Linked DNA regions of Mus musculus: all the other regions are linked to region 2. Evidence: chromatin contacts called from public HiChIP or PLAC-seq data. All regions are on one chromosome and are shown on one strand. The core of a region is the stretch at or near the end of the contact, and the rest is flanking DNA. Distances in the headings are between cores, read along the strand shown.

Region 1 (6,501 bases), core at 2,029-4,528, 480 kb after region 2:
AGGTAGGCCACTTCACTTCATATGAGTATGGCTGATCTCTCAGGCCATGGGGAGACTCTGAAACTCATTTAGAGTTTCAGAAGATTAGGAAAAGACACCCACAAATTTCTGCATGCAAAGCTCCCCTTGCCCAGCCTCACACTTCAGTCTGAGAAGGAGATCTGCTTGTCGGAATGGCCTTTACTAGAGAGCCCAGGAGGCACCGCTCCCACCCTGGGAAGGAAGTGAGGGGAATATAAAGCCAGGAAGGAAGGTGAGATTATCCAGAGAGGGTCCAGGGGAAAGCACACAAAACAGGGTCCATACAGCTGCAACTTTACAGCCAGGTATCCACCCGACTCACCCAGGGAACTAAGCCAGAACAGGTGAAGACCAGGGGGCCACCACAGTACAGGGTGCATGGGTTGTGAAAAGATGCTTTCTGCTGCATCTGTGCCTGAATGTGCATCTGCTGTGGCCCCAGGAGGGGAGAGAGGGAGAGAAGAGGAGGGGTAAAAAGAAGAGGGGAGGGTGGGTAGGTGAGTAGGTAGGCGTGGGGATGGACCTGTGAGGAGGACTGGGACTCTGTTCACCATGACCGACGTTGTGGCTCCAGAAAGCTATGCTGAGTTACTGTTTCCACGGAAGAGCCTCTGAGGAGAGTGGGCAGACAGTGTGGCCAGTGCTGGCTTATGTCAACTCTACAGAGCATATCATCACAATAATGCCAACAGGAAGAAGGAAAGAACAAAAGAAAGTCTGTCCGTGTGTGATAAAGACAATATGCTCAATAACTCATGCAGGCTTTCTTTATCCATCTGTTTGTTTTCACTAACGGGTGTCCACGTGCACACAGACAAACAACCACAAACATTAAATACTCCGTCTGGACATTTCTAAACATCTGGATGCTAAACAGCACGTTGACCCTGGCTGACTGTCTCAGAGCAGCAGTCTAACCCAGACTGAGGACCAGGACTCTGCCTGTAGACAGATGTGCAGAAAAAGCCCAATGTCCTTGTTCCAAATCACCTGCACAGTGCTAGGGATGTCTCAGTTTCCACTTTGAGAAACATGACCACATGTCACACCAGGTGCAGGAGTAACAGAAGGAGGATTGGAAGCAGGGACAGGCTTTCGAGGAGAGCAAGTATGGGAAGGAGCCAATGAGGGCTCAGCTCAGTGGCAGGGAGGGAACGCTGCAAGCACCAGGCCCCATGGCCTTCCTGAAATGGGGATTCTCCAGCGCTGCCCCTCAGGACACTTTGGACCATCCTCATGATAGCCTGCGATTCAGGAAGCTGTCCCAGGCCCAGGTTCTATGATGTCCACCCCCACCCCTGACTACACACACACACACACACACACACACACACACACACTAGTGCTAACTATCCTGTCCTTATCATCACTTCATAGACAGAGAAGGAAGAATGGAAATTCCTATTCTACAGAGAAAGAAGGACCAGCACACACACACACATTCACACACACTCACACATACTCACTCATACACAAACACACATACTCATACATACACTCATACACACTCACACATATATACATACACATTCACTCATATATATACACACACATACTCATATACACACACATATGTAAATACACTTATAAAACATACAATATGTCTACCTTTTCTCTTTCTCTCTATTCCTCTTTTTCTCTTCCTCCCTCCCTCCTCTCTCCCTACTAAGATCCTTGCTATTCAAAGTGGTCCCTGGTCTAGCAGTGCCAATAGTCAATCTTCTGGGAGGTCTGGGAGCAAAGTCTCAAAGTGATCCATGAACACAGAGATCTTCTAAAAGCCCTACTGTGGCCCCAAGAAAAGGCAGGGAGGTCAGAAAGACAGCATCTGATGTTCCTCCAAACAGTGTCAGGTTGGTAGTTCTGAGAAGGCTTAGTTCAAGGTCAGTGCAGACCCATACTGCTACCTTGAGGTAAGGGTTGAGCTCCGGTCCCCTTCCTTCTGAGCCAGCCCATTGTTGAGGTGTTTCTCTCCAGGACCCAGCTGACAGACTGGAACACAGCAGGCTCAGCTCTGACTAATTGCCAGCAGTTGGCTGAAGAGACATTCCTCATCGAAGCAGCCTCATTAATCTCCTAATGCCAACATAGCCTGGCTAGTGGCAGTCCTCTCTGCTTCCATATCTACATGCTGGCTTCTAGAAACCTAGTGGTAGAAAATGGCCTCCTTCCTGGAAGGGGGCACCCTGCATCTGGTTAAACCAAGTGTTTGCAGAGCTCATCACCAAGTCCCAGAGCCTTAGATGTTTGCCTCCCAAGTGGAGGACCATGTCTGGCATCACTGAGACATCTTGGAGGGGCTGAGGAACCTCAAATAGGACAACCAAAGAAATGGCTCTTGGAAATACTTGCAGGATGTTTGGATATGTGCAGGAGATGTTTTCTAGAAAGCTCTAAGGAAATCCTGGAGAATAGCAGAGCCTTGTGCCAAGCTGCCTTCATCCTCTGGTCATAGTGTGGCAGAGACTCTTCCATTCTGCTCCTCTGGGTGCTGCTACTGTGAGTTTGTCCCCCTGAGATGGGAAGCTCCTACAGGACATATCTTCTCTCTCCTTATTGCTTTGTACCTGGTCCCACAAGCCAGACCACCCACTCTCATGCAGATATGGAGGCAGAGCAGAGAGGGAGGTACATGGGAGATGGAGAGGCCAGGAAGGAAAGGGCCAGTGAGGCAGAAGCTTGGAGGACACATCTTCACAGCAAGAATATAATGGGCATCCAGAAAGATGCTGCCAGGTACAGTGAGGCACCCTGCAATCAATCCCAGCACTCCAGGGAGACCCTGAAGGGTCACAAGTTCCAGGACAGCCTTGGCTATCTAGTTAAACCCTTTCTCAGAAGCTAAAATCAAAACAGTGCAGAAAGAAAGAGATACTTTACTAAACAAAGATCCCATCGCTTGCTGTGGCCACCAAGGTGGGTGGGCTCCCCAGCAGCAGGAAGGATAGACAGAAAAGCCAAAGCTTTATACAGGAAATATGGGATGTAGACGGTAAGTACACAGGTGTCTATCTTCTTTATTGCTTTTGTTCAAATGGACAGACCGGCTGGCCTCTGTCCATTCCAGCAATCCTGCCAAAGCTCTGGAGAGCCAGCTGGAGCCTGGCCAAGTGGTTATTAAAATAGTCGCTGAGGCAACACTGCCCTCTACTGACCACAGGTTGTCATGTCTCTGAAGCCGCTCTGCCCAGCAAAGGGCTTGAGTTAACTTGTTTCCTCTCAGCCTTGTCCTTTGTCTCCCCTTTGCCCCACTTTGTTGTAGCAATCTGTTCAGATTTCCTAGGACTTTACAGACACTGTAAAGAGCGCCATCTGGGACCAGCAGAGCCCAGACAACGTGCCAGGCCAGCCAGTGTCTTTGCTGCTTCATTGTCTTCTAATAGCTGTTTGCTGAGTCTCTGCTGGGGAAACACAGACCTAGGGATATGTGTGGAGCAAAGCTCCAAGCTGCCTTGGTGAAACAGGGGTTAAGACTTGGGGTTAAGACCAATGATAAAGCAAGGAGTGAACTAGTATGCAATGAGCCAATGACTCAGACACATCAGCAACTAGAAACATTTCTCCCTCTGTGTGTGTGTATGCATGTGCATGTGGGCATGTGCATCTGCATGTGTGTGAATGTGGGCATGCGCATCTGTGTGTGTATGCACGTGTATGTGAACATGTGCATCAGCATGTGTGTATGTATGCATGTGTGTATGCATGCATATGTGAGCGTGTGCATCTGCGTGTGTGTATGCATGTGCATGTGAAAATGTGCATCTCTGTGTGTATGCATGTGTGTGAGCGTGTGCATCTGCGTGTGTGTATGTATGTATATGAGCATGTGCATCTGCATGTGTGTGTATGCGTGTGTATATGAGAATGTGCATCTCTGTGTGTGTGCATGTGTGTGTGAGCATGCACATCTGCATGTGTGTGTATGCATGTGTATGTGAGAATGTGCATCTCTGTGTGTGTATGCATGTGTATGTGAGCATGCGCATCTGCATTGTGTGTATGTGAGCATGCGCATCTGCATGTGTGTATGCATGTGTGTGTGCATGTGAGCATGCACATCTGCATGTGTGTGTGTGTGTGCATGCGTATGTGAGCCTGTGCATCTGTGTGTGTGTTGCAAGGATGAGTGTACCTACCCATACTCACACTAAGGCCAGAGGAAGATGTGGTATTGGGTATGGGTTTTGTAGCTTTTGTTTGTTAACTAGGCCAGTGGCCAGTGAACCCCTGTAATCCTCCTGTCTCTGCCACCCCATCCCCCAGCATAGGGTTAGAGGCACACAGGTGGCCTTGTTCAGCTCTTCCCCTTGGTGCTGGGATCTGAAATCAGGAACTCACATTTGCACGTCGAGCACTCTTACTCACTGAACTGTCTTTCCCGGCTACATGATTCATCCTTTAACGGTTACTGATCAGATGTCCAGGTGGTATGTTCAATTTCAGGAAATGGTTGCCAAATATTCCAAGTAAACTGATACTGAATCTCTTTACCAATGGGAAGAAGTATAGAAGAACACCGGGCTTTAAACAGTACCGGCCTGCGTGCATGCAGGTCTCTTAATAGGGCACCTGAGACAAGAGGACTCCCTGCCAATCTGTCTGTCTCTTTCACTCTCAAACTTGAGATGGATCAAAAACTTGTGAGGTATTTGTAGAAAATTTGACTTCTGACTCGACCTCAGCAGTGTAACTCTGCTCCACACAGACACCAGAGAATCCGAGCCAACAGATGTCGGGCTCCTCACAGTGGCGGCTTCTAGCTATCCTGTGACCAATCCTATGGGGATATTTAATGTCTCCAGCAGAAGTCACACCAAACCGCAATCCCCTGCCCACAGTGATGAGCACAATACTGTCCACCCTCCAGGTGGGAGCCCTCAGTGCTGATGGGAGGGATGAAGTGGACAGTGGTGGACACAGGCTGTTCACCACACTTCTTCATATCTGTTTTCTCACAAAGATTCATAGCCTCATGTCGATGATAATGGTAGTGATGGTGGTCGTGATGGTGATCATGGTGAGAGTCATGGTAGTGATGATGATGGTTAAGATGATGAGGGCGATGATTAAGGTGATGATGATGATTTTCTGATGGTGATGATGGTGGTGGTGGTGATGATGATGATGGTGATGTTTACAGGTGACAGCTATTGCTTATTCTTTTCTAATAATAGTGCTCAGTATTGTTTTAACTTTCAAAACAACCTTGTATGGTAAGTGCCATTTACAGCTCCATTTTAATTTCATGATCGCTATTGAGTATATGGTAGGAAAGGTCACGTGTGGCAGTCAGAGGACTTTAGGGGATCAGTCCTCTCCTTCTACCTCTACACGGGTCTCAGGGATTGCCAAGTTTGCACTGCAAGCACCTTTCTCTGCTGAGCCGTCTTGGTGACCCTTTTATAAGTGAGGAAACCAAGGCACAGCACAGATGTCGCTTGCTTGGATCACAGAGTCAGTGAGTGAGAGAGACAGGGTTGTAACCCAGCCTCTGGCACTAGAGAGCACCATGATTTTGGCCACTGCCCAGTTCCATTCCTGTGAAATTACTTCTAATTTTTCAAAGGAGGCAGGTCTACCTTCTAGATAAACCCAAATATTGCAATTATGAACAGTTCCACAGAGAAGGTGTCTGCACTCAGGTCATTGTTTAAAGGGAGATCCAGTTCATATGAGACAGTCTTGCTGACGCCCTAACAATGGCTGAAGACCCCTCCAGGTATTGTCTGGTCACCTTCTCCACAAAAGTATAATATTCCTAGCAATTTACCAGACAATAAGTAGAGAGCACAAAACATTTCTTGAATTTTCCCAAGGAGTTGCCTCCCTGGTCACACAGGTCACCTGTAAATGATGGCCCTGGAGCCTTCTCATTCTCCCTTTCCTCCCCCCTTTTCTCTTTCCCTTCCCTGGGGATTCTACCTGGGGATACGCTGCAAACTGGGCATCCTCCCCCAAATCTAACCTCTCTTTCACTCTGCCTGGAGAGGAGACATAAGGGTGAACCCCTCCTCTCTTTCTCTCTCTCTCTCTCTCTCTCTCTCTCTCTCTCTGTCTCTGTCTCCCACCCCGTCTCTCTCACATGTTCCCATACACTCTCTCACACACGTGCACACACACTTTCTCATGTTCACACTCACAGACGGGTGGGGGGAGAGAAAGAATATACAGACACAGAGAAAGACAAAGACACAAGCGGGGAGTACCCTGCCCCACAGTGGCAGCCTTCTGTAACTGCAAAGAAAATGCAAGTAAAAACTATCTCATCAGTGGCTCAAGCCCACCCAACAATAATATATTTTTTTAAACTGAAAAGTGGAATTGGGAAACATAAATGTGGGGAGAGGACCTGTTCCTGGGCCTTGGGCTTGTATTTTGCCCTTGTTGCTGGAATGAGTGGAAGTCCAAAAACAGGTCACTGGCTGAGCTCTAGATGGCCAGCAGAGGGCTCTGGTCCTGCACTCGGAACCTGAACTGCCA
Region 2 (6,716 bases), core at 1,775-4,274:
ACCTAATAGCATTGCTGTGTCCTTATATACACCAAAAATCTGTAGTGGCAATTTTGGAATTTTGGTTTCTTAAAAAAATAGAAATATTATAAGAATATATTTTCATTTTAATCCCAGGTGTGGGATATGGGGCTGCTTCAGGTTGTCCACAGCAGCTGACTATGATTGCCTGGGGCTCTGTCTAGCAGGGGTATGGTTTAGCTGCAGAGAGTTTATACAATTGTGGGACATTTGGAATTCTGGGGACTTTTCAAAGGATATATAAATGCTAGGACCCTGAAAGATGTGGTGGGTATTTGGCTATCGATGGGTTGTTGGTTGTTGTTGGTCATGGTTTGTTAAGAAGTTATGTGAAAAGAAGAAAGAACAAGAAGAAGAAATTAGATATCCTACCAAAACTTGCCCCAAGGAACTCAATGCCCCTAATCAGTAGGAAGTAGTTTAACAATAACACTGCCCACTTTCTGACCTCTGACATTATTCAGTGATCTCTACCCTCTTTGTCCTCTAACCTTTTTCCTCTATTATTTAGTGTTAAGGGATTGAATGGGTGGAAGAAAGGGAGTGGAGAAGGGTGGAAAAAAAGAGGAAACCACTAAGTAGCAAACACCGGCTAAATGAATCTTCCAATTCCTGCATCCCTTTCAAGCTGTCTCCACCACCTCATTTTATAGATGATAAAGTAACAATCCTCCAAAACTCCAGAGAAAACAACTAAAATTATCAACAGGATGTATGAAAATGAACCAGAAAGACTAGAATAATCTGCAAAGAAAATATTAGGAGGGGTGTGTGCTTAGACTCCTTTAAAAGAGCACAGAGTGTGAAAGATGCTGTGTCACATGACGAACCTGCCAGCTGTAAGAGATACCCAGGTGAGGCAGGAGCTAATGCTGGTGTCTTAAAAAGGAAAACTGAAACTAGCAAGACTTGATGCTTGCCAATTTTGAGTCTCATTCTTTCCTCTCCTAAAGATTTATTGGAACTTGCTTTATGTCAATCAGTTAGGTAAGCTCTTATGTACCCAGACAAGATAAGACACGTCTCTGCCTATGACAGTAGGTTTCACTGAAGGGAATGAGAGCTACAGAAAAGTAGGCATGAGATAGTTACAAATGTGGTCCTAAGAGAATGGGGTTAATGAACTTCACACTGAGGTGACATTTGACCCAGACACTGAAGAATGGCTGTGGTTATGTCATTAGATAATGAGCAACAGAACATTCTAGACAGAGAAAAGCTTGAAAAAACAAATAGGGTGACAGAAACCAGTAAATATAAAGGCATACAAAGATAAGAGGTAGACTTAAAGGGGTTGTTCCTGCCCAGAAATAAGAAGTCCCTGGAAGCAAGACTCAGGAATTCATAAGTGAAAGGGCCATTAGCATCTTGGGCAGTGAGAGAACATGATTAGACTGGCATTTTAGAAATACAGCTTAAGCCAGGCAGTGGTGGTGCATGCCTTTAATCCCAGCACTCGGGAGGCAGAGGCAGGTGGATTTCTGAGTTTGAGGCCAGCCTGGTCTACAAAGTGAGTTCCAGGACAGCCAGGACTATATAGAGAAACCCTATCTCGACCCTACCCCCACCCCCAAAAAGAAATACAGCTTAGTGTTGGTTACCCTATGGGACTCATGTGACCTAGGCAAGATCTTTCTGCATTCAAAAATGATCTCATGAATTAATAAATTGTAGTAAATTAGAATACTTGACGACCCCAGCCCTGCTGAGGTCAATGACTTTAGAACACTATGACAGAGTAACACGTGTGCTGGTTTTATTTTTGCTGGGTTGCAGGCAGGGCCTGTGGATTGTGGGTAGAGTTTGCTGCCTTACTTGATCAGTTGTGGAATAAAGTCTTCATAGACTGGAGAAGTCTATGAGCATACTAAACACAAAGACAAAAACTGGAAGCTCTTATCCAGAAGGAAAGCATTCTCTTCTGCCTACATTGAACTTTTGTAAACTGCCTGATCTTTGCCCAGCCTGCCTTTCTTACCTGTGAGGGGTATGGAGCTGCTATTTGGAATCTGTCAAAGCTGTAGCGAATATGGAGGGCAGCATAGCAAGGTCAGGGAGAAAGAATCTAACATTTGACAGAGGCTGACCCCCGAGTATAGAGCAAATCATTTGGCTACTAGCTCAGAATGCATTTTAAAAATACAACAAATACAGGTTTGGGGGAGTAAAATATAATGGTCATCGACTCACTTCTGTTAATGTTTGCAGAAACGGGTATCACACCTGTCGGTAAAATGTATGCTGAAAAGGTGCTGAAGAGATTATTAGCACACCAAGAATTTTCACACCCAGACTGGAGATTGGGAAAGGAGAAGTAACAAGATTTAGGGAGGAAATTTGGAATAAGAGGCTGAGTGAGACAAGATCAAAGATGTTTTGTGAACACAAGTAAGTCACACAGAACCAGCGGGAAACTATTCCCAGTGATATTTGGGGATATTTGTTTGTGATTATCCTATCTTTTAAAGAAAGATTTCCTATTCACAGCTGCCACCATTTTATTAGGATACCCCAAAACTTGAAACTTCCTGATATCTGAATTAGTCTTTTTCTGATTACACACACACACACACACACTCCCCAAGTCTTGCGATTTACTTGACTTAGCTCCCAGTTTTAAATGCTCAGGCATGATGTCAAAATTAGTTTAGCGTGACCTCAAGGCATGGAAAAAAACAAAACAAAACAAAACAAAACAAACAAACAAAAAAAAAAAAACCCCAGAAAGGTAAAGAGTGTCTACAGTGTATCCTGAAGACAGCCTTCACAATGACCTAAAGGCTTCCCACTAGATCCTACTTCTTAAAGATACTCCCATCCCTTTAGCACTGCCTTGCAGGGAAACAAGTTCCCAACACATACAAGTTTGGGAAGAGTGAAATCTGATCCAAACCACAGAAAAGACAACATCTTAGCCAAGTTTACTCCACTGTTGCCAGCTGGTCTCCCTGACCTGGTTTTATACTCTTTGCCCTGTGTTGCTCCTGCTTTGGTATGAAATATGTCTGACTCATCATATCACGGGGCACTTGGGAATTCAGGCCTCCATGCGTGTCACTGTTGAGATGTGTCAATATAAACAAAAGAATAGGAATAGCCAAGAGCTAATAAAATGATTTTTTGGTTCTCTAATGATAGCAATTAAGTCAGAAGGATTGCTTCAAAGCACCTTAAAATTCCTAAAGGACGGGGGCTGGTGAAATGGCTCAGTGGGTAAGAGTACCCGACTGCTCTTCCGAAGGTCCGAAGTTCAAATCCCAGCAACCACATGGTGGCTCACAACCATCCGTAACAAGATCTGACACCCTCTTCTGGAGTGTCTGAAGACAGCTACAGTGTACTTACATATAATAAATAAAAAAAAAAAAAATTCCTAAAGGACAAAATTGCTCTGCCCCAAAGGCTGTGAAGTAAGATGAGCAGTTGCCTAACTTTGAAAAACATGCTACTCGCATTAGGAAACACTAGTCTTCCTTCTTCCTGCTGCCCTTGGAGTCAAGGAAAGGACACTTTGCTTGCTGAGGAAAATACTAAGCAGGTGAAACAGGTGATCCAGCAGGTCTTCCACAGTGGTAACTATACATCATCTAAATTTTCTAGAGCAGTAAAGTAGACTAACGGAAGATAAAGGGGTAAGGGAGAGTAATGGGCTATGTCAAGATATGCTCAAAATCTATTATATACTTGTATGTAACCCAATATAATACACAGTGACAAATAGAGCAGCGTGGTTAAAGGGCATGTTGTCTAACCTTCTGTGATACCTGGGTCTCTGTCTGTGGCTTCTTACTCATGTTACTGTACTATGTGCAAGTCTGGAAGACACAGAGTGCATATCAGTGCACACACTGCTAGTGGTGTTTGATGTCTGCCACTTTAGGAACCAGGAAATAGCCATGCAATGATCGTCAATTAATTTCTTTAAATCACTTTTTATCAGCAGACGAATCTTTGCAGGTCTATAAACTGCTACCACTTTAGGCAAAGGTAGTTCTAATTCTCCATTATTTTGCTGTAATAGACCTAGTGATAGCATTTACCCTACCAAGGGGCACCTTTTCTGCAGCCTAGCTCTGCACATGGAGAAATAGGCATTATAAAGCCACTCTGATCTGGCTCTGCTCTGTCCATCCATATATAGAGCCTTTGGTGCATTTAAATTGCTTTTTGCAGCAGTTGAAGGGATCAATAGCTCTTAGACTCTTTAAGGAACGAATAATATACAAGATGGACATTTTAAGCTCTTTAGAAAATATATTCATGAGGTCATCCTGTTTCCCTTGGTACCCAACTTTGCTAGTGACATTTATTAATGTTTTTGCAGCAAACAGGAGGTGGAGTCCTCTAAAGGCTCTCGTCTCTGTTCTTCCAGAAAATATTGATTTTATTACAAGAATTGGGGGTTGGGCAGTGTTAGAAAAAAATAGATGCTCAAAGAAAAAAAAAGAAATCTTACAAAGGATAACTTAGCTCAAAGCTGGCTTGACAAAGTAACATTCTCTAAATTGCTTTGTACCACTTGATAGAGACAATTTCTTCTGATTTTCCCTTTGAACAATTTCATACCCTTTATGAGAACTTGCTTTAAGAATGTTATGTTCCTAATGGTAATACAGGACTTTCCACTGAATCTTTGTATTGGCGAGAGAGGACAGCTTCACACCGCCACAGACTTGGAAAGCATTTGAAATTCCAATTAATTAGGGTTAATTAACTACATGTTTGGTAAAACCACTCTGAGATGCCAGACCGGGGGGAAAATAACTGCTACTTGATAGCTGCTTTAAAGAAAAGGCTGGAAACCATGAGAAAGCTCAGTCTGACTCACAGAAGTCTGGGTGTATTGGGGTGTGTGATTAAGTTGGAAAGAAATCAAGTACTGGGATGACTTTCCTCCAAAAGGGGGAGGTGATTAATTCTGTGGACACTCTTTCATTAAACTGATATCTCATAAGACTTCAGACAATAGAAATGTGGCTGGGTGCGTAGGGCCTGACTGGTTAGAGGTGAGGTCCTTGGGTACCCATGTGCCCATACATATTGGAGACAGAGGTCCCAGGTGCTCTAAGGCACTAAAAGACCACAGTAGCAAAGGCAAGCCCTGCTCCCTTTCCCATGCCTCTGACAGACCTGAGCTGATACTGTAACATGTGGCTCATAGCCCCAAAAGGGTATTATCCAGTCCTCAAAGCACTTTTGTCAATGGATGGTACTATTTAGGAACACTTGGAGATGAATTAATTTTTTAATGAAAATTCAGTTACTGAGATTTTGTTGAAAAAACATTTCCATTTGATACTAGTCAGCCCTTGGGAGTCTGCAGGAGCCCTCTCCAGGCCCACTATCCCTCCTGCAGACGTTGATTTTCTTACTATTTTCGTAAACTCACATTCAGAATAACATACCTGTGTGCAGTGTACCAACAAGGCTAAATGAACGGGTGTCTAAACATTGGGTAGCCCCTTGTCGTAATGTATGGACCAGCTTTTGCTGCCCACCATCGTCCTCTTGCTCTTCTTTCTGACAGTGTGTCCAGACTATTGGAGGACCTCTTTGTCTTCAAGGTTTCCCAGTCTCACTAAATTACTTTGAAACCCCCAACTGTTATGAATAATAACACATTATCTAACAGCCTCTGTTGCTCTACCATAAAGTCTCTAACTAGGTACACAAGATAACAATCCCCACTCTTGTGTCCTACAATGGCCAGGAAAGAGAAGCCTGAGTACTGTTGCTTAGAAACCAGTGTGCATTTGCAAATCTTGGTGCAGCTACCAGCCAATCCCCTTTAGTTGCTTCTAAGACAGCCACAGTGCCAAACATGCACCAAGAAGCCCTTTCCTAGGTAATCACTATAACACATTTTCACTCTCCAGATTCATACCTCTTCATACAGGTTAGAGTCGTGCTTTATTAATTATACTTTATTTTAAACACTTAGTTCACTTTATTTTTCTTGTATAAAAACCCTTATGTGGTAATAACAGCTGGATCCTGGGTCTTCTGAACAGTCTCTGGTGTGGGTTTTCACAGGATAATCAATGAATTCCTGATAAGGAGCATTGGTGAACAGTCTCTTTTCAGAGGTTAGGGGTCAGGTAGCTGTAGGTTTTGGAGATGACATCAAAGGTGGCCTTGGCAAAGTTGCCCAGGGTAGCTGTGTATCCCCTGGCTGAAGTGTAGCAGTCATCTATACTGGGGATCATTAGTAGCTTCTTCAGTACAGAGGCAGAGACAATGCCAGTGCCTGTGGGGCAAGGATGAGACTGAGAAGTTCCAGCACAGAGCCACTGCGATCTGTGCCCTTGCATGGGACAGCGTGGGGCTTGCCAATCATGTTCCCCAGTAGCCTCTCTGCACAGAGATGATGGAAAGCTTGGCCAAGATTGTGGCTCCTCAGATGGCATGGGTACCTCCGTAGAGTACTTAACACCAAGACCAGTGTGATCATCGTAGTCACTAATAGTGACCAAAGCCTTGAACCTGGTCCCCTGGCCAGCCCAAGTCTGCTTCCTTACCGGCATGATCTTCAGAACCTCATCATTTAGGGATGTGCCCAAGGGAAAAAAAATCAATAACCTAAAATTCCTTAATGGGCAGGGAGAATAGGTAGATCTCATTCAAGGACTTGATCTTCATGTCCTTAACCAGGCACCCCTGCTTGGTGAAAGGCATCCACTCCTTGTCTTTAGCTT
Region 3 (6,403 bases), core at 1,999-4,498, 420 kb after region 2:
AAGGTTGATATAGATATCTATACAGTGATGCCATGTTTCACAAAACCACAGAACCTTCAAATCTTTCTGCATGTTCTTTTTCTCCTGTGGTGCTTTCAGGCATGGGATGTTCCAGGCAAATAATTGATGTTACTTTTTTTGTTAACCTGCTTACTGTCTTTTTGCTTCATGAATTACCTGTGTAATCTGGAAGTTTCTCTCCATCTACAGTTCCCAAGTGTTGAAGGGATGACTGAGTGACCACAAAGCTCTCAGGCCAAGTTGAAACGACTATTTGATCAGATTCTCAATGGAAACTCTCCAGGGTGACCTCCTTGCCAGTGTAAATGTCCAGCCTGGTGGGGGACAGAGGTGTCCAAATTCTAACTCAGTCTTTTTACCCTTTAATGGAAGTCCTTTCCCGTGTGAAATCTTGTAAGGGAAACCCAAGATGAAGAAATCAAACAGATTTCTGTGGAGATAGATTTCAAGTATTTAGTAACACTTTAGGTGGAGACCCTGCCTCCTCACCACACCCCTCCCCTCCCAGCCCTTGCACAGATCTCCAGGGCAGAGCATGGAAAGGTGGTGAGAGACTCCCAGGCAAGGCTGAAATAAAGGTTGGCCAAGCCCTGGGAGCTTCGGAGAAAAGACTTCCTGACCAGAGGCAGGGTGGGTGAGGTTCCCAGGATTTTGAAAGGGGTGAGGCATGGAAAAATAAATTAAAATGATTAAATCCGAGAAAGCAAACAAGAACAGAGATATTTAAATAACTTGTTAAGAGATAAGAAAAAGAGCTTTCTTAAAAGACCAGTAAGTGGTCAGAGGACTCAGGAACAGAGTATGCAACCATCCTCTACTCAAAGCAGTGCAAAGCTCTGGGTTCTAAACTCCAGGAGAAAAAAAAAAGGATGCTGCTTGTTATGAGTGGTCCCCAACGTTGGCATCAAAGTCAGATACCTCAGAAAGAACATGGCCTTGTGTGGAAACTGGGTCATTGCTGATGAGATCAGCTAAGGCGAGGTCATGTTAGAGTAAGTTAGAAAAACCATCTTTTTTTCTGGCAGTTGTCCATATAGAAAGAAGAGATGGCCAGGGGGAAGGCCTTGATGGCAGCAGCAGAGTTGGTATTTCACCAGAGGCTCTGGGAGGTGCCTCATGGATGCCTTGATTTAGACACCAGCCGTGAGAGACTATATTCTTATTTAAGCCACCAAGCTGTGAGGCTGTGTTAAGGCAGCCCTTATCAGGCAGAGGGTAGTCAGTGTGTCTGCAGAAATCATGATGGGTGGGGGGAGGGGAGCAGGAGGGGAGGAAGAAGGGGGAGAGAGATTTCAATGGTTCTTATACCAGGATGAATCATCCACTACAGAGAGCTCAAAGCCACAGGGGGTGTGAGCAGAAATTCCCCAAAGAAGAGTGTAATAGAGTTGGGTACTGCAAAGCAGGCCTATGGAGCAAAGCTTTGCCCTCATCCTAATCAAAACCACCTCTGCTCCCAGCAAAGAGAAACGACAGATGCAGTGTGTACCAGAAACATGTTAAAGAGGGGAAGAACCAAAGAATACCTTAGCCACCCAGCTGGCCCAGAGGGAGGGCATCCTAAGGACTCTAGAGTTTCCATTTTAATTCTAGAATGGGCTTGGGAAAATCTAGATAAATTGCTTCCCAGTAAGAAAAAAAAGAGAAAAAGGAAGGAGTTTTCCTGGTATAAGAAACTGTAAGTCATCTCCCAGCACACGTTCTGCCAAAGAGACCTGCACCCATCTAGACCTGGTCTTCCAGAATCCTAGCAAGCTGGGCTCTGAGTGGATGCCAGGGAACTGATGTTCAGGACTCACTCCCAACCTCCAGGACCCTTGGGGCAGAGACAAGCAGTCAGAGACCGAGGGAGCAGGAAGGCTTGCTTCATTCAGTCCTTCTCAAGGAGCCTGCACACACACACACACACACACACACACACACACACACACACATCATCCTGTCGAATAGGGGTGGGCCACCACGTTGCTTAGCTACAGGGGCTCTGTGAGGGAATGTGGCCCAGGTGTATGTACAGAGAGGTTTCCTAACTTTGTCTTTCAAACCACCCCTCACTAACCCCACATGGATTCTCTCATGGATGCTTAGGAAATGTCATTTGTCAGCTCTTCCCCCACCAGGTGGGAGAGGCTTCATGTCATGTTCCTTTATCTTCCCACTACAACCCTCTCCATGGTGCACCAGGGCCATTGATTTTATCTTTGACATTCTCTGCTTGAAACTCTGCTTGAAACATATTTCCTTCGTAGCAAAGCCCACATCATATTCGGCTATGAAACACCCATGCCCAGGAAAATGCCCAGTGTGTCAGAGTTCCTCTTGTGAGGTCTGGCAAACAAGCTGATTAATTAATTGATGAGTTTACCAGTGTTGATCGTTACGAGCTCTTGGAGTCAAGTGTCTGGCGCTTACAGAATTCTGTGACCTGGCACTTTACAGATTTGTAGCTCATCTGTCCTTAGCCACCAGCATACAGGAGGGAAGGAGGGCGTGGGGACAGGAGGAAGGACCTTCAAAGCTCTACGCCCCTAGGCGATCACCTGGGGTGCATCAGTCACTGTGGATAGCTCTCAGATCTTATGTCAGGGAGGCACAAAAGCCCAGGAAGGGAATGGTACATCAGGCCCTTCCATGTTCACCCTGTGGCTGTGCTTCTAAATGAAGGAAAACTGAGCAAGAGAAAAAAAAAAGAAAGAAAAAACCAAAAAAACAAAAAACTTCTGAACTCAGACAAGGTGATAATAAAAGACAACCAGGGTTTTATGAAGATGGCCCTGGACAAAGAGGTAGCAGATGGTGTCTGACTCAGTTCCAATACTTTGCATCTTCAGTGAGGTATTGTAGCCTCTTAGAGCCTCCAAAACTGGGCTAGTAATCCTGCCCTAGGTCCTCAGGTGGCTGCCCAACTATTCTGCCTAACAACTCTGCTACAGGCCCTCCAGCAGCTGCCCAGCCATCCTGAACGACTCTAAAGAGACACCCTCAGGAAATACAAGGCTCGGAATTTTCTCTATCTTAAAGTGACTTCCGGAGCCCCCAGGACAGTTATTTTAGAAAAGGTTGAAAGTAAGTTTTCAGGCCTGTGGGCTAATGCACTTCCCTCCGAAAAGAGTGATTCTTAGAGGCGCTCAGAAGCTGGGAAGCTAGCCATAAATAAGGCTTATCTGGCCTGTCCTGCATTGCCAAAATTCTTTTGTTCTGAAATTTAAACAAAGACAGACCTGATGTTTTACTGACCCCTTGTGGACATAAGAGGAAATGGATTTTTCCGGCAGATTTGTATCTCCTGTCATGACTAAGGAAGCCCAACTTTCAACCTCACTGGCCTGATGGAATCCCACAAACTCTTCCATCATCATCCCAGGACTCCCAACTCCTACCCCAGGCACTGGCAGCCATCTCCACTGACCAGCTAACTGGCACTTCAGTCTGTCTGGAGAGCCACTTGACAGCACAATGCTAGATAAGGAAGGCACTGGCATAGTCCCAGGAAGCCATTACAGCACAGACTGGAGTTCCTTCCCTGCCAGAGACTCTGACTGGAGTAGGGAGCGCTGGGGATCTACATCTTACCAAGCAGCAATTCTGATTCCGTGTATTGTTCTGCAGGACCAACCTGAAAATGTCAACATGCTCAAGGTCCCTCCTCTCAGCAGTGAGGAAATTAAGACATTAAAGGGCTGTTCAGTCAGGACTGCCAATAAAGCATGTAAAAATCAATAAAGTCACACAAGCATGAAGGCCTGGGTTTGGTCTCACACCCAGGTAAAAGTTGAACATTATCCTAGTCTGCCTTCTATTGCTGTGATAACCACCACGGCCCAAAGTAGCCTGGGGGAAGGGGTTTGTTTGGCTTATACATCCTTACCTCAGACTATTATTGAAGGAAGTCAGGGCAGGAACTCAAGCAGGAGCAGGGGCAGGAACTATGTGGGAGTGCTGCTTAGCGGCTGTTCTTAGGCCCACAGTTATCTTACCTTTCTTATACAGTCCAGAACCACCTGCCTAGGGATGGTACCACCCACAGTGGGCTGGGCCTTCCCACATCAATCATTAATCAGGAAAATGCTCTACAGATGTACCCATAGGCCAATTCAATGGAGGTGTTTTCTCAGTTGCAGTTCCTCTCCCCAGATATGACTAGGTTTGTGTAAGTTGACAAAACTAAACAGTACAGGACTTATGATGGGCTATGGTCCCAGCACTGGGTTGGGCCAACAGTTGTGGTGGGCCTATGGTCCCAGCACTGAGGTAGACCAACAATTATGGTGGGCCTATGGTCCCAGCACTGGGGTGGGGCAACAAGAGGATCCCTAGGGCTCACTGGACAGCTAGCTTAGCCTTATTTGTGAGTACCAGGTTCAGTGAGAGACCTTGTCTCAAAAAAAACCAATGTAGGGCTCTTGAAGAATCACACCCAGGATGACCTCTGTCATCCGTCCATGTGTGTGTGTGTGTGTGTGTGTGTGTGTGTGTGTACATGTAATCACAGGTATCTGAGGAGGCCAAAGGCAACGGGTAAAGTTGGAGTTATAAACAGCTTTAAGTCACTCATTGTGGATGCTGGGAACTAAACTTTGGGCCTCTGGGAGAGCAGCTACTGCTCTTAACCTCAGAGCCACCTTTGATAGTCTTTATTCTGTAACCTCTTTATTCTATGGTGTAAGAGGTTACACTGGGGTCTACCAGGAGGCCACCCACCCCACCTTATAGGTGTGAAAATGGAGGCTGAGAAAGATGAAATGATAGGCAACAAAAGGCTTCAAGTTAGTGTACTTTAAACCTGAATGTCCCCCACTGCACCAATCCAATCCTATAACACTCAACCCTGATGCAACTGAAAAGCTGTCGAATTCTACACTATGTGATTCTATAGGTTAAAATTTCCTCTTGCTCTGTGGAATGAACTAAGGCCAAAGCCATGGGTATGCTTTATACCTCCGTGCATATATTACAATATGTCACATGTGATACCCATTTGCTATGCTGCAATACATTCTCAGGGAATCCAGCAAAACCGTAGCTTTAGGGTCTGCAGGCATGCTCGTACATGCATATGTCTGCACGGTCTCAAATATATGCATGTGCACACACACACACACACAATCTATCTTCAGAGAAGGCTCTGAAAGTGCAGATGGTAGAGAGATGACTAAAGCCTGCTATGATTAGACTATCCTGGGTGGTTTTAATCCAAAGGAAGAGAATAAAGAATTCTAAATAAGGAGTGATCAAACATGCAGTTACTTTTGCTTGTTCTCGCAGCCTTGTTAATATTACTGCAAAGGGATTTTCAAAGCACAGGTTCTCAAAAGCATAGAAACAAAATGATACAAGCAACAAAATGTTAGAAGCTGCAAAACAGAGTCGTACCTTAATGACTAAGCAAACAAAATGTTAACCCGAAGCCAGCAGTAGAGATACCTCATAAGTGAGGCAGTCTATACCGACAGTACTACAAAGGCTTGGGGACTCACAGAGCAGACACCACTCTGGAGTGTGAAGGAGGCTGGAACTGAAGACAGGAGGTCATGTCTCACTGAGGTCACATATACTGGTTACTCTTCTCACCCTGACAAGAGGCCTGATGGATAGTATATGGCTCACAGCAGTGGCAAAGGAATGCCACTGGAACACTTTACATCTTAGCAGTTTGGGGGGAAGCAAAAAGGGAGGGAAAGAGGGAAAGAGAAAGAGAGAGAACTCAGGCCCACCATACAGCAACCCACTTCCTCTTGCTAAAACCCACTTCTTAAAAGAAACTCTTAAAACAGTGCTACCAGCTGCAGACTAAATGTGCATCGAACGAAGCCTTAGTCCCCAGCTAGAAGTGGTCAGAGATGCCCTAGTTTGTTTCTCTATTGTTGTGATAAACTTCTCACCAAAAGCAATTTGGGGAGCAAAGAGTTTCTTTGGCTTATAAGTTGCAGTTTGTCTTAGAGGGAAGTCAAGGCAGAAGCTGAAGCCGAGAACACAGAGGTGCAGCTTGCTCTCCAAGACTTGCTCACCTTGCTTCCTTATACCACCTAGGCCCACACTGCCCAAAATGGGCTGGGCCTTCTTCCATCAATTAGCAATCAAAAAGATGCCCCTACACACTTACCTACAGGCCAAGCTGATGAAAGGAATTCCTCGGTGGAGGTTTCCCTCCTCCCAGGTGACTCTAGTTTGCTTCAAGTTGATCAGAATTAACCAGCACCGGATGTAATGAAACCCAAAAGGTGGCAGGTTCTGAGAGGTCTACGGGTCATTGAGGTGCTCCCTGGAAAGGGACAGAGAGACTCTGAAACCTCTTTCCTCTTTTTTCATGGCCTGCTCATGAGGTGAGCCGCGGTGACCAACAGCGCACTCTCTCCTGTAATGTGCCAACTTGTCTAGACCA
Region 4 (6,006 bases), core at 3,128-5,627, 460 kb after region 2:
GGAGCCTGACTCCCTGGACTCCAGGCTGAAAGAGAAGGCTGAATATGTACGAATCCATGAACTAAGCCAGGCCAAAGCCACCACAGGTGTAAACAGTACTGAGAAGCAGTCTACTGAGATACTGTCTGTGTTCCTATAGTTATAAACTTAAGCACGCATCCTGACATCCTGACAGGACATGCATGTGGAGACTTTGTCTTCCAGCTCCTGATTGGCAATGGTTTTACTGGAAAGCCGTAAAACCTCAGGATTTAGGGACTTTACTGTCCCAAGTCCTCTCTCCTTAAGCCTCTGGGTGAACCGGGAGAAAGGACATCACAGTAATATGTCCTTTCTTGTTTTGCCTCTGGCCATGCCTCTGATCAGCCAATCCTCTTAGCCCCATCTCCCACCAGATCATTTGTATGGGTTAGCTCCCTCTTCTGAGAACACCACCCACAGTGACTCTGTTTAGGGTTAGGAGCAGCAACCTGCACCCACCAACCTTTGAGTAGCCTCACCCCTTTCCAGGACCTCCTTGCAACCACCTGTCTTTGAGTAGCCTCACCCCTCCCCATTTAGCTTTCTACTCTCCCATCATTCTAACCCTTCCACATTCAAGTTCTATTAGATTGACTAAAAGCCTGGTGTGGGTTCTGTCTCCCTAACTGAAAGGTACATTCTCAGTAATTTGAATAAAAAGGTATTTAAATGGAAAGGATGCTGGGTTATCTGCAGGACCTCCAAGATCTTTGAGTAGCCTCACCCCTCCCCACTTAGCTTTCTACTCTCCCATCATTCTAACCCTTCCACATTCAAGTTCTATTAGATTGACTAAAAGCCTGGTGTGGGTTCTGTCTCCCTAACTGAAAGGTACATTCTCAGTAGTTTGAATAAAAAGGTATTCAAATGGAAAGAATGCTGGGTTATCTGCAGGGCCTCCAAGGGTATGAGAGGCTATGCAGCAGGATGTAGAGACAAATTTACCCCTACCCCACCCTAGAAACTTCTGTGAGGATGCCACTGAAACTGCTCCCGCTGACTGCTGGCCTCTAAGGACCACAGTGCCAGGCTACCATCACAGGACCCTGGGTCCTATCTCCGTGGCCTAGTAAACCAGCTCCCAAATCAACCCCAGGTTCTATCTGGCTGGTTGGGTCTATTTATGTATTCTAGTCTCATCTTAGAGGATGAGTCCTGGAGAATATGACTTCTCACAGCTGAGTCAAGTAAGATTGTAGATCAGAAAGGAGATCTGATGCCCAGGACACCTAAAAAATAATACATTTTAAAACTGTAAGTATTTGCTATAGACATAAGAAAAGAAGTCGGGGCTGGGTTATAGACTTGGGGGGGGTCAATATATAAAGAGTAAAATCTCATCAGTAACAATGGGTCCTTTCTGGCAGAGATCTTAGAACTCTGTGCAAGAGCTACAGGCTATGGGTATAATCATCATGCCTGGGATGCTGGGCTGGCAGCAAACCCAGCTATAATTGCAGAGGTTGGTATGGCCTCCTACCTAGAACTGCACATCTACCCAGCTAGGGATGCTAACAAGGTGTTGGAGTCAATGCTGGCCCTAGTCAGAGAGTAAGTAAGGAATGGCTTCTGAATGCACTCTGAGATTCCACAGAGTCCTAAATCTGGGGCCTTTTACACAGCTCTTCAGATGAGAATGGACCTAGCACGAGTTCACCGATGTTCTACCCACATCTCTTACTTAGGCTCCAGGTTCAAAATTTCTGCACTGCTGCTTCCAGTAAAGGGGACTTGATGCCTGTCACTTCCCACCACACAGCTCTCCCATTCCCTTAACTACTTGTAGCCTTTCTTAAAAACTGACACCTTCTCCTGATGGATTCCATCTCTAACTCCCTGTCAAATAGCCTGCTTTCTCTCTTCATTTTCCAAGACTTTATCCACATCCATTAGGCTGGAGAGTGGATTTCATTATGATCATTACCAATGTGGACAGGCAGCCAAGATTTAATATCTGTTGGTCAATAACTGCTTTCCTATCTAATCACTCTAATGGCCATTTAGAGGGGACTGTGACCTTCCCATCTTCCTAGTTTCCAAGAGGGGCATGCTGACTCTAACAGAGGAGTCATAGGTTCTGGCTATCTTTAGACCCCTTTCTCCTGAATAAGTATAGGGCATGTGTAGCCAAGGTAAAGAACCAGAGGCCTACAGCTCATCTTCCAAGACTAATCTCTGCCTGGTGCCAAGTGGAGCCCTTTCTGACCCCAGCATTCTCTCTTGTCTGGGTGGTCCACATATGCATTTTGTTCATATCCTTTCTTACCTAGGAAGATTTCAGACTCTCTAAGAATAGAGCTTTCCTTGATGAATCAGAGAGGCAGAAAGGGGATGGGGAAGGGGGCTGAAGACCTTGCACTGGAGTAAACAGGGGTTCAGAACACTGGCCTGGGTGTGGAGGAAGTATGGGGTATATTCCCTCTAAGGTGAGATTGGGGTTCCTGATCCCAGCCATGAACTGTGCCAAAGTAGCTGCAGGAAAAGCTGGTGATGGGGAAGGGGAGGGAGAAAGGACTGAGCTAAGAACAAAGGTAATATGTAACTACAGGTATTTAGGATCTGGCAACAGGAATCAGCCATGATCCAAGACTGTCCACTCTCAGGGAGCCCCCAAGCAGTGGACCACCAAATTAAGGAGATACGGGGAATATCTCAGGGGGAAGCATAGCTAAACTCAAAATCAGAGAGAAGAAGATGAGATCTGAAGAAAGACCTGTTCTTAGAGAGTGATCGCTGAATTCTTAGCTGCTCCTTCACCCAATACCACACAGGGACTTCTCCAGGCTTCAGAAAGGACCCTGCCACCACCAGGCTTATCCAGGCTTTCAGAGAGGACCCTGCTATTATGGGGTAATTCTCTAAGCTTCAGAGAGGACTCAACTCTGACACCACAGGGGTTTTTCCATGCTTCAAAGCTCTGGGACCTGTCCTGTCCTGAGTTTGGGGGACCTGCTCTTCTCCAGTCCTGAGTTCTGGGACCAGTCTTCCTCAGAGCTGGTCCTAGATATGCATTTAACCTTAGGCACTGGGAAATTGAAAAATTCCTTACTTTCCAAGCTGTGGAGACTCCAGCTGTGGAGACTCACTGACTCAACTCTGCAGAACCAGAGGCTGCAAAAGTGAGGTGCTGGCTAACACTTCTTAACCCCATAGCACCTGCAGTCCTGTCACGTCTGTAATTGTCACATCTCCAATATGTCAAGTAAACCCAGCTCACTCAACAAGCACACCCGGAAAGATGATAGAATCCCTGCTGGTAACAGCAGGCCACCTTCAGAGTTCATTTAAACTTCCCAGTTATCCTTCCTATCACCTTTGGGCACTCAAAAGATGAAAGAAACAAGGATTAAAGTCTGAGCTTATTAAACTAGAACTTTAAGTAAGTTAATCTCTCAAGGAAGGGGGATTGATAAAGCCAATCCTTAAGATGCCTGTGCCCACTTTCTAACTAGCTCACCATAACTCACCCACCTCACACATCAAGCAGTAGGATCTGACAGCCATTACTATTGACTTTACCTCATCACTAGTTTATGACTAAGGATAACAAGCTGTAAAATATCTATTTATGGCTGGTGGGAAGAACACTCAGGACTCTGGGCACCATGGCTTGGCTCGGCATTTTCGGGAAGGGCTGGCAGACTGTTTGCAGAGCTAGGCACAAACTCTCTTCAAAAGACAGATCACCATATAAATATTTTAGCATCATAGATCACTAACTCTTGAGTCATTCAAAAGATGGATTAAAGACTTGAGGAAGGGGACACCCACGAGGCAGGATGATGAAGGACCAATGGCCTTCTCGTTCTGGCTACTTTCCCTGGACTCTGTTTCAAGATTTTAGTCCATTTTTAATCACTTCACTATCACTTATAAAAACCAATATCAGGTTCCTGGTGGAAGAAGAAAATAATGATTCAAGCATGAGAGTCATTTTCCAATTGATTTCCTTTCTGTCCGTTTCCTTCTGACCTTAGTTGGGAAGGCACAGCCTCACCCTTCAGAAATACCATAACTTAGCCCTTACTCATGGACTTTGTTTAAGAAATGGCTTGGTATTTTTTTCTTATGTCCCAGAGGGCTACATTTCAGGTGGTTAATCATCTTTACAGCCCTAAAATAGTTGGGATTTATGGAAAACATTTAAACTCAATTGGGGGGTGGGGACCCAGACTGTCCCAAATTCAGGGTAAATTTTCACTTTCATTATGGGTGCTAATTTATGGTCAGGCAATGATTCCAAACCCTTGGGGGCTTATATTTTATTATTATTCACCCAGGTTTTATTCTCTGGGTCAAATGAATCATACACTGAATGCCGTGGAACAGCACGGTCTCAGAATGGAACCGCACAGTCTCTACCCACATGCATGATTCAGAGTCTTTGTCTCTGGATATATAAATCCCCTAGAAAGAAGGTCTAGGGAGTCATTGTGATATCTCATTCCCCCTGTGATGAAGATGGCTAGTCCTTCAAAGGTTGGGTTTTGAGGGTTCGGTGCTCCTGGGAGCAGAGCTTGGTTCCTGGCACTGAAGTACCCAGTACCATGAGGAATTACCTAGAGTCCTAGGACTCACCACCCAGCTGTTCCCAGCAGGCTACACCTGCTCTATGAAACACCTGTAGGGGTCATGTCAAGGCTACTACCTGGGGCTGTGAACCTTGACCTCTGGCTTCCCTGATCCTGCCCTTTCTGCCCCTGGAGCCTCTTTATGACAGCCCCCCTTCATATTGATTCTTTCAGTATCTGTCTACTTTAGGAAGCTGAACTGCTCCCCAATGAGATGACCCTCTTATTCTTCATATGTATGTAGCAGATCATCTCTCTCTCTCTCTCTCTCTCTCTCTCTCTCTCTCTCACACACACACACACACACACACACACACACACACACACACACACAGGGTGGGGTGTCAGAGGCAGGCTTCCAGGATGCTGATGTCACTATGTATCGAGACAAGCAGTCAGGAGGTCTATAAGACCAACATTTCCTAAAGAGGACCTGACTGCTTGCTGCACCTGCTCAGTGGCTTCCACAGGCTCTTGCAGGAAGTTGATCCCACTGTCTGCCAGAGGTGAGCTGGGCTCTCTCTTCCACATTCCCCCATTACATCTGACCGCCCCAAATCCCCCAGATCTGCTGAGAGATGTGAGAGAGATGTTAATTTCTGCTTAGGTGTAAGCAGAAGCGACGGTTCAGAAGCTTATCTAAGGGGAGTATCTGTGAAGATTGGAATTACAAAGTTTTGACTATCAGGATGGAAGAACCTACCAGGAAAAGTCACTCTGTGTATTGTTAGAATCATAACAAGTTGAATAAAAACTACGTAAGAAAGAAAGAGACTCATACTTGGCACCTGCCCTGTGTCAGACATAAGCTTCTCACACGATATACTATCTCTAACACTTCACAGAACAAGAATATCATCTCACTTTTACAAAATAGAAATTAAAAATCTAAGCAGAGTAAAAGTACTGCCCAGCTAGGAAACTGCAGATCTGGCCTCTGAACTCAGGCTTTTCTTTTCTCCACAACTCTTGTTTTCTCCTTCAGCATTTTCATGGTGGCAAGCATTCTCTGTCAGCATTTACATGGTGGCAAGCATTCTCTGTCAGCATTTTCATGGTGGCGAGCATTCAGCTTCAGGGGGTGCTTGTACTAAAGCCAGCATTCCCATCCTGAACCGCTGGCTGTGGGTGTGGGATACTTTGCCCCAATTCACTGCTGTCCCTGCAGTCACTTGCCAACCTGGTGAAAGGTGTAGGTTGAGCCTTCCTGAGCGCTTCTTGCCGCTGGGGGAGCATTGGGGTCTGACTACCCCTGTCCTGTCCTAGTCTACCCCTCCATGGGCCTCCTTGGATAAATCTTCCCTCTTTTCCAGGCCCCTAGAGCCTTGCCCTGGCATTCCTGATTCTGCACAGCTGCTCCTCCAGGCATGGGTGCAGAAGGAGAGGCTCTAGGTTTGAGCCCCAAAGGAAACTT

What was found. HiChIP or PLAC-seq counts read pairs in DNA pulled down with a chosen protein or histone mark.
Region 1: a FOXA1 HiChIP or PLAC-seq map of pancreatic cancer cells shows a contact between it and region 2. The contact joins two enhancer-like sites. A contact is called at or near these places in 2 of 39 promoter capture datasets (embryonic stem cells and stem cell-derived epiblast-like cells), 1 of 15 datasets of contacts at CTCF or cohesin (the NIH/3T3 cell line), 4 of 484 Hi-C or Micro-C datasets (adipose-derived mesenchymal stem cells, embryonic stem cells, muscle stem cells and 1 more) and 1 of 115 datasets of contacts at active chromatin or transcription factors (pancreatic cancer cells).
Region 3: a contact with region 2 is called in a FOXA1 HiChIP or PLAC-seq map of pancreatic cancer cells. The contact joins two enhancer-like sites. A contact is called at or near these places in 1 of 15 datasets of contacts at CTCF or cohesin (the NIH/3T3 cell line), 2 of 484 Hi-C or Micro-C datasets (cortical neurons and myocytes) and 1 of 115 datasets of contacts at active chromatin or transcription factors (pancreatic cancer cells).
Region 4: a contact with region 2 is called in a FOXA1 HiChIP or PLAC-seq map of pancreatic cancer cells. The contact joins two enhancer-like sites. A contact is called at or near these places in 2 of 115 datasets of contacts at active chromatin or transcription factors (embryonic fibroblasts and pancreatic cancer cells).

The regions. Positions count from the first base shown.
Region 1 is chr1:193,382,983-193,389,483 of GRCm38.p6, reverse strand. No RefSeq gene overlaps it. Among named protein-coding and RNA genes, the nearest start is that of Camk1g, 16 kb to the right of the region's middle. Within about 2 kb of position 3,278, at least 29 of the 459 cell types and tissues checked have an H3K27ac peak or open chromatin away from gene starts, as enhancers often do. A contact at or near this core is called in pancreatic cancer cells, where this site is marked.
Region 2 is chr1:193,867,214-193,873,929 of GRCm38.p6, reverse strand. It overlaps the pseudogene Gm21362. Among named protein-coding and RNA genes, the nearest start is that of Gm31870, 220 kb to the right of the region's middle. Within about 2 kb of position 3,024, at least 27 of the 459 cell types and tissues checked have an H3K27ac peak or open chromatin away from gene starts, as enhancers often do. A contact at or near this core is called in pancreatic cancer cells, where this site is marked.
Region 3 is chr1:193,446,581-193,452,983 of GRCm38.p6, reverse strand. No RefSeq gene overlaps it. Among named protein-coding and RNA genes, the nearest start is that of Gm31753, 29 kb to the left of the region's middle. RefSeq lists an enhancer at 2,799-3,655. Within about 2 kb of position 3,248, at least 113 of the 459 cell types and tissues checked have an H3K27ac peak or open chromatin away from gene starts, as enhancers often do. A contact at or near this core is called in pancreatic cancer cells, where this site is marked.
Region 4 is chr1:193,411,897-193,417,902 of GRCm38.p6, reverse strand. No RefSeq gene overlaps it. Among named protein-coding and RNA genes, the nearest start is that of Camk1g, 45 kb to the right of the region's middle. Within about 2 kb of position 4,377, at least 33 of the 459 cell types and tissues checked have an H3K27ac peak or open chromatin away from gene starts, as enhancers often do. A contact at or near this core is called in pancreatic cancer cells, where this site is marked.